2 separate regions of the Mus musculus genome follow, and region 1 is linked to region 2. The links are chromatin contacts, called in public Hi-C maps. All regions are on one chromosome and are shown on one strand. Each heading gives the region's core, a stretch centred on a gene start, on an enhancer-like site or on the middle of the called end of the contact. The rest is flanking DNA. Distances are from core to core; before and after follow the strand shown. Region 1 overlaps Ttc7b (tetratricopeptide repeat domain 7B). Region 2 overlaps Gm10432 (predicted gene 10432).

Region 1 (3,583 bases), core at 763-3,262, 140 kb after region 2:
AAGATGCAAGCCACAGGGGTAAAGGCTTCTCCGAATTCTCATTCACAACAACAAGCCCAGAACTTTAAGACACTGACTAATTGGCTCAGTATGTAAATATCCCCCCAGCCCTCTCACCCACACAGATGAGATGTTATCAGGTCAGAAGCTTTGTGCTAGCATAAAAAGAGAAGCCTGTGCTCAGGACTCTAAGTAGCACTAAGGAAGTTCATTGGAGACATGAACAAAAATTAGGGAGTAGGCCTGGGACATGCAGCCTAACCTGCCTGTCCCTCCACTCATTTGTATGGGATTCGAGTTCATGGCTAACAACGTACATTGCTCTGGGCTGAAGCTCAGTGCTCTGGAGTAATCTGAGGGGAGGAAACAGTCACAGCTAAAAAGGGATGGGAACGGCTACGACAGCTAATTCTATTTCCATATCACCAATTAAATGCCTACCGTGTACATAAAGGGCAGCCCTCTGAACTCATGAAACAAGGACATGCCTGAGATGATGTCACTACAGACTCTGGTAGACCACAGAAAGAACTGTTTTGCCATGGTGGAAATTAGACCTTGAACAGTACTTCAAAGCTAAATATTGTAACTGTGGGAAGGCTACAAATAGGACCTGGTCATTTGGGGCGTCTCCTATGTCCTCTTTGCAGAACGAACTATTTATAGAGTTATGGAAGCACAGAATTTTCTAGCCAGAAATGATCCAACAGAGTCAAGAAGTGAAAGGGTTTGCTCAGGCTCTAAGTGTGGCAAGAGAGCAAACTGGGAGCTTCCCACCATGCTGTCACCACCTTGGACAAAAGAAAGATGAGCTCTATAAAGCAGAGATGGCTTGAGAGGAAGGAACAAATACGAATCCAAGAGCTCACATGTGTATTTTGTGCACTGATATTCAAATTACTTCACACACACAAATAGCATAAATTCTATGCTCTGGTGAGGACAGCTAATGAGATAGATGCTTCTTAGGTACTGGTTCAAACCGGAAAGCAAATCCATTAAAGCCAGGTGAAGAAGCCCTGTGCCTGATGTTCTGCCCTCTGCTACCTGATACATAATGAGGAGAGAAACCCAATTCCCTTTTCTGGCTGGCTGTGGTTTCTCCCACGCAAGACGGAGGCCCTCTGCTGGAGGAATGTACAAATCTTTAGGTAGAAGGAGGCTGAGCCTGCTGAGGGGAAATCTGCAAGAGGTCCTGGCAGAGGAAGACTCTGGCGTGAGTGCGAGCTGTCCCCAGCTGGATCCCAGACTGTGTTCAGGATTCAGAATCAGACTCTGCTCAGCCCAGAAGAATTCTGCTCCTAAACAAAGAGTCCAGAGCAGTGGCAGAGTAGCGCAGGCCTGAGGCTGGTCAAATGAGGGTGGCATCCCAGAACAGCAGGGAAGGGGTGCCACGTTTTAAATATTAGAAATAGTCACAAGCACCCTAAATACCAAGTTCTTCAATTCTCACCAAACAGTCTATAACAAACAAACATTTTAAAGTCAGATATTACTCAATCACTTCCTATTCGCCACTGAACAGAAAAAAAAAAAGCTACATGTTTAATCATGATAGCAAGGAAGAAAAAGGAGGAAAATGAAAAAAAAAAAAACCCACATGATTGCTTTCATATTTCTAAACTATTAGTTTGTCCCTAAAATGCTGAGGCCCATTAAATAGCTAGAACAAACTGTTGCTTAAAGTTTCCACTCAAAGTTGAACATCAGAACACCTGGTTCTGAGGGTTTCCACAGACTCCTGACAGGAGGTCATTTATTCCATTTCACCGCCCTTGACTGAGATGGTACGATGATGTCAGAACTCACTACGGTAAGGTTTTTGCCAGGATCAAGCAGCACACTCTGGCAAGGTGTCAGAGCCTGGGTCGTCTCCTGCACTTTGCTTTCTGTGCTGGGTGTGTTTCCCCCAGGTTGGAGCAGCTCCAACAACTCAGCTAAGACCAGGGAGGAAAGCGCCTGCAATCTTTAGGACCAGCTGTGTGCTCAGCCTGGCAGGCCAGGCCACCTTTGATCCCTGTGCCATTGCTGTGCCCAGCCCCACAGGCAGAGCTGCAGTGTCCCTTGGCCTATGCATGGTCAAACTCACCCCTTTTCATAGTGGGAGGAGTCTCCTCTACCTTTCACCCACTCCTGTGCCTTCTCCCTTCCCCTTTCTATGCGTGTTTGTTGTTCTCTAGACTCTCATCATTCCAGGGCTCTCTGTGACCCCCAGGCTTGACTTCCTGCGAGCCTGTGCTACCCCACAGTTGTCTGTACAACCTTGAAGGTTCCAGCTCTCCAGCAGTTGGCCCTTCCTCTTTTTTTATTTTCAATTGTTTAAATCAAACTTTGAGTTAACATATAAATAATGGGTTCGTTTTTTCATAAATACATGTCATTATCCCTTATTCTCATTGCCCCTCTTCCACCCTCACATTCTCTCCATCCTCCTCTGGCTGATACCTTCCCTCTCCAAATGGTGCTTCTCTTCTTTCCCATCTCAGAATCAAAGCCTTTTCTTTCATCTGTCTCATGTTCTCTCTCTCTCTCTCTCTCTCTCTCTCTCTCTCTCTCTCTCTCACACACACACACACACACACACACATTTTCTCCCTCAAATGTCACCTTATTATTCTTCATAGCTGAATGCAATTCTGCTGTATGTATGTATTCATGTGTATATCTATACATTTTCACTTTATATTCTGCTGAAGGAGATCTAGACTGGTTACATATCTTGGCTACTGTGCATACAGCAGCAATAAACATGGACATGGAAATATCTCTGGTTCATTAAGAGTTCTTCGGGTACATATTCAGGAATGGTATAGCTGGGTCATATGGTGGCTGTCTTTAGGTTGCTGAGGGACTTCTACACGGATTTCTATCAACAGTCAATAAACCTCACTCATCAGCATTTGTTGTCCTCTGTTATCTTGATGACAGCCTTTCTGAGTAAGGTGAGATGTAATCTAAAGTAGTTTTAATTTGCATTTCTTTGATAGCTAAAGATATCAAAGTCTTTCTCCAATGTTGATTGGCCATCAGTGTTTTAAGCCCGTCTCCTCCGTTCAGTAGCCCATTAGCTGACAGGATGATTGGGAGGGTGGGGGTCATTCTGTTTTTACAGTTCTTTATGTATTCTAGCTATTAGTCCTACTAGTCCACTGCCTAATGTTTATTTGGCATAGATAGACCCCCAATCTGTAGTCTGTCTTAACTCTGGTGATTGCTTCCTTTGCTATAAAGAAGCCTTTAAATTTATGCATCCCTACTTGTCAATTCCTTTAAAAATGATCTCCGGGGCTGGTGAGATGGCTCAGCAGTTAAGAGCGCTGACTGCTCTTCCAAGGTCCTGAGTTCAAATCCCAGCAACCACATGGTGGCTCACAACCATCCGTAACGAAATCTGATGCTCTCTTCTGGAGTGTTTGAAGACAGCTACAGTGTACTTAGATTAAATAAATAAATTAAATATTAAAAAACAAACAAAAACTAAAAATGATCTCCTATGCTATGGGAGGATTATTTTTGCAGAATGTTCCATGTCAATATCTAGAAGTGTTTTCCACCAGCAGTCTTAATGCTTTGGTTCTTATAT
Region 2 (3,349 bases), core at 279-2,778:
CTATAGAGCAGACACACATGCTTCAGCTTCAGTGGTAAATGGGACAATAATGGGGACAGTGGCAAGGGGACCCTTGGCTGAGAGACCTGGCATCCAGGTCTTCTCCCTGCCTGCTGCCTATCATGTCTGGAGCAACATGCTGAAGTCTGGCAGGATTGGAACAGGGCCAGACAGGAGCCTGCAGCTACCAGGATTGGCTCTACCAGAGTGACAGCCTTATGATATGTTTTCCCCAGGTAAAGGAGGACCTATGTGCCCCTGAACTTCCTGTCAGGAAGAGAGCCACAGCTGGCTGCCTTAGACAGCAGTGGGCCAGGATCCCAGAAACCTAGGGTTTGGCCCTGAGCTGTGGGCTATTTTCCAAGGCAGGGTGACCCTAGGGTCAGGAGGCCTCCCCAGGATGGCCTGCCCCCACCTTTGAGGAAATTCACACTGTGGCTAGGTCTCCAAAGGATTCCCTGCCGTGGTGTGACCGGGCCAAGGTACACAGAACATTTGTTTGTGGAGTCCAGGCTTCTCGGCAGAAGGGCAGGGTGGGGCTCTAACCAGGAGAGGCACCTGCCTGGGTCTTGGACACACTCAACAACCCATTTCTGAGTCAGAGGAGCCTCCACTCATTGCTCCTTGGTCACCAAGGTGGGACAGGCAGGGCCTAGGGCATGGTCTGCCCTCTCTGTGGAGGAAGGGAGCCCAGGAGTGGTCAAAGTTCACACAGGAATGCTGGCTGCTTGCTACTCTGGGCTGGGCCAATTACCAGAGGCCTCTGGTGTGCCAAGTACCTCAAGGTAGCCTCTGTCAGGCTTTCCAAAGAAAGTTACAGCCTCTGTCCAGCAATGCTGAGCAGTCTGCGGCTGACACGGATGGTCCCCTCATCAGTTCTCTAAATCCTTCAGCTGGCTTGTGGCTACCACCAAACTATTGCTCCCAGGGCTTCAGAGAAGCAATGTGTTCATTGCAAGCCTTAAGAGATGCCAGCAGGCTAACCTAGCCCCATCTTGTTGGCCTTTGTTAAGGAAGGTTCTGAGAACTTGGAAACTAGCATTGCTAGGCTGGTTCTCCAGCTCCAGACGCTGGCACTAGGACCTGTTGGGAGGAGGTAGGTTGGGCAAACCACTCAGTCCTTAACTTGGGGGGGCGGGGGGCAGTAGGGGACTTAGCCAAATAGTTAGCAAATGAGGGACATGACGGGCCTCCGCCTCCAAATCACTCTGGGCAGAGGCCAGACTTGGGCTGCCAGGCTTATCCTAGTCTGCCTTTGAGGAGTCAGGATCCCCCTGTAGTCTCAGTTTTACAACATAAACCTCAGGTTAAACAGAGAGACCTTTCAGGTCTACTCCTGGTCCATCCCCTGCAGGGCCCTAGGGGAAGCCTCTGGGCCCCGGGGGAAGCCATCACGTGGGGGAATCACCTAGCAGGGCCTGGGCTCAGCAGCTCAGGAAGGAAGAGAAGGCTCTTTAAGTTGTCATAACAGAGCAGGCCTCCAGGCACCTCCTGTTTACCCAGGCTGAGCAAATACAGCCAGGCCCTAGCAACAGGCACAAAGGGGCCCTTGTGCCTCTGTTCCCTGGGCTCCCTCTCCAGCCCAGGCCAGCTGGGAGCTCTCTGAGAGGCAGGGGACTTAGCCTGGCAGGTGGGAATGGGGAGAGTCAGAACCCACTCTGGATTTGGGGTGAGGAATCAGGTCTTTAGACACTCTGCCCTGTGCAGGAAGGGAATCCCCCTTCCTTCAGATCAGCAAACTGAGGCTCAGAGAGAAGCCTGGCAGGGGCTTGTCAGTGTGAGATGGAGCATGTGAATCTCAGACCAATGAGGCAGTATTGTCCAAGAGACCTGCATTCAGCAGCGTGTTGCTGTCTGCAGTCAGGAGTTCCTCGCCATGTGAACCTCATGAGAGAAGAGCTGTGTGAGTGAGCATTTTGCCTGGTAAATTCTAAGCCCTGACCCAGACCGGAACAGACAGGAGGCAAGAGTCAAGAGGGAGTTAGGAGCACCCCCCCCCCCCCGTGGCACTCCCTCAGCCCATTTGAGAATGTGGGGGTGTCTCCAGTGGCCCACCTCCCTGTGGCACCCACACACCAAGTGGAGGTGCCCACCATAGGAACGAGGGGCTAGCATGTGATAGGCTGTTATGGATTGCTACAAGGGTGAATGCAGACGTTAAAAAAAAGAAAAAAAGCCAAGACCCAGGAGATGGCTCAGGAGGTTAAGGGGCTAGCCTAGCCTACAACCATGAGGACATGAGTTTGATCCTCAGTGCCCATACAGGACTCAGTGTGGTAGTGTACTCTTGAAATCCCAGCTCTGGGGAGGCAAAGACAAGAGGATCCTTGTGGCTCTTCAGTCAGTCAGCCACAATGAACCAGTCAGTTTGGGGCTCCAGTGAGAGATCTTGTCCCTGAAAATAAAGGGACTGTTTCTGAAGTTGACCTCTGACCTCTGTAATCACTTTCATCTGCATGGCCACACCCACACGCCTCCACACATAATAGTTAAAAAAAAAAAAAAAAGAAAAAAAAAAGAAGCTGGGTGGCCACACCTTTAGTCCCAGCAGAGCCACTGGGAGGAAGAGGCAGGAGAAGTTGCAGGTTCCAGGCCAGCCTGGTCTACATAGTGAGTCTAAGGACAGCCAGAGCTACACAGAGAAACCCTGTCTTGAAAAACAAAAACAAACAGAAAGCAAAACAAAACAGAAAAAGACCTGAGAAAGTAATTTCTACAAAAAGGAACCTGGGTGAGACCCTGGGAAATGGAGTTAACCTGTAACGGGCTGGGGAGAGCTCAGCTGTGGAGCCCTTGCTTAGCATGTGTGAAGTCCCAGACTCCCTCCCCAGGACAGCAGACAGGACAAATAAGATCTACAGAATGCTGGACCCCTATAGTGCCTTCTGACAGCTAACATAAGTTGGAGACCTTATTATGTTGATCTGTAAAATGGGAGAGGATCAGTCATTGTGTTATTAACTTATTATGCCTGAGTGCTTGAAGATGCATCAGGTGGACTGAAAGGCTTCATGCAGATAGCTGTTTGGTTTATGGTTACTGTTGTTCAAAGTGCAAGTCGGATTAATGCGGTCTTTCTGAATTCCAGAGGAGAGCCGTGCACTTGAGTTTTCAGTGAGCGGGGTGAGTCTAGGGGGAGGAAACAATAGGATCAGACAAAGAGCAACACAGATGGACGGGTGATCCTTAACCAAGAAGAGGTTCTGTGGTGTCCAGCAGGAGTGAACAATTCGGTTCTAATTGTCTACACAGTGGGGTGTGGCAGAGCAGAAGGGCTAGTGCTGACCTCACAGTAATGGATGGAAAAGCAGCCACTTGGGAGGGGTGCACCTCTGCAGGGTGGTGAGAG

Evidence for each region. Hi-C and Micro-C count contacts between places; a contact is called where the count stands out from the background.
Region 1: a Hi-C map of liver shows a contact between it and region 2, with 2.1 times the contacts expected there. The contact joins two enhancer-like sites. A contact is called at or near these places in 3 of 484 Hi-C or Micro-C datasets (the N1E-115 cell line, cerebral cortex and liver) and 2 of 115 datasets of contacts at active chromatin or transcription factors (double positive thymocytes and intestinal villus epithelium).

Annotation. Positions count from the first base shown.
Region 1 is chr12:100,420,594-100,424,176 of GRCm38.p6, forward strand. The region is part of intron 5 of Ttc7b (tetratricopeptide repeat domain 7B); the gene reads right to left. Among named protein-coding and RNA genes, the nearest start is that of Gm36375, 73 kb to the right of the region's middle. Within about 2 kb of position 2,013, at least 44 of the 459 cell types and tissues checked have an H3K27ac peak or open chromatin away from gene starts, as enhancers often do. A contact at or near this core is called in cerebral cortex, intestinal villus epithelium and liver, where this site is marked.
Region 2 is chr12:100,281,008-100,284,356 of GRCm38.p6, forward strand. All of the region lies in intron 1 of Gm10432 (predicted gene 10432), which reads left to right. Among named protein-coding and RNA genes, the nearest start is that of Gm10432, 6.1 kb to the left of the region's middle. Within about 2 kb of position 1,529, at least 187 of the 459 cell types and tissues checked have an H3K27ac peak or open chromatin away from gene starts, as enhancers often do. A contact at or near this core is called in cerebral cortex, intestinal villus epithelium and liver, where this site is marked.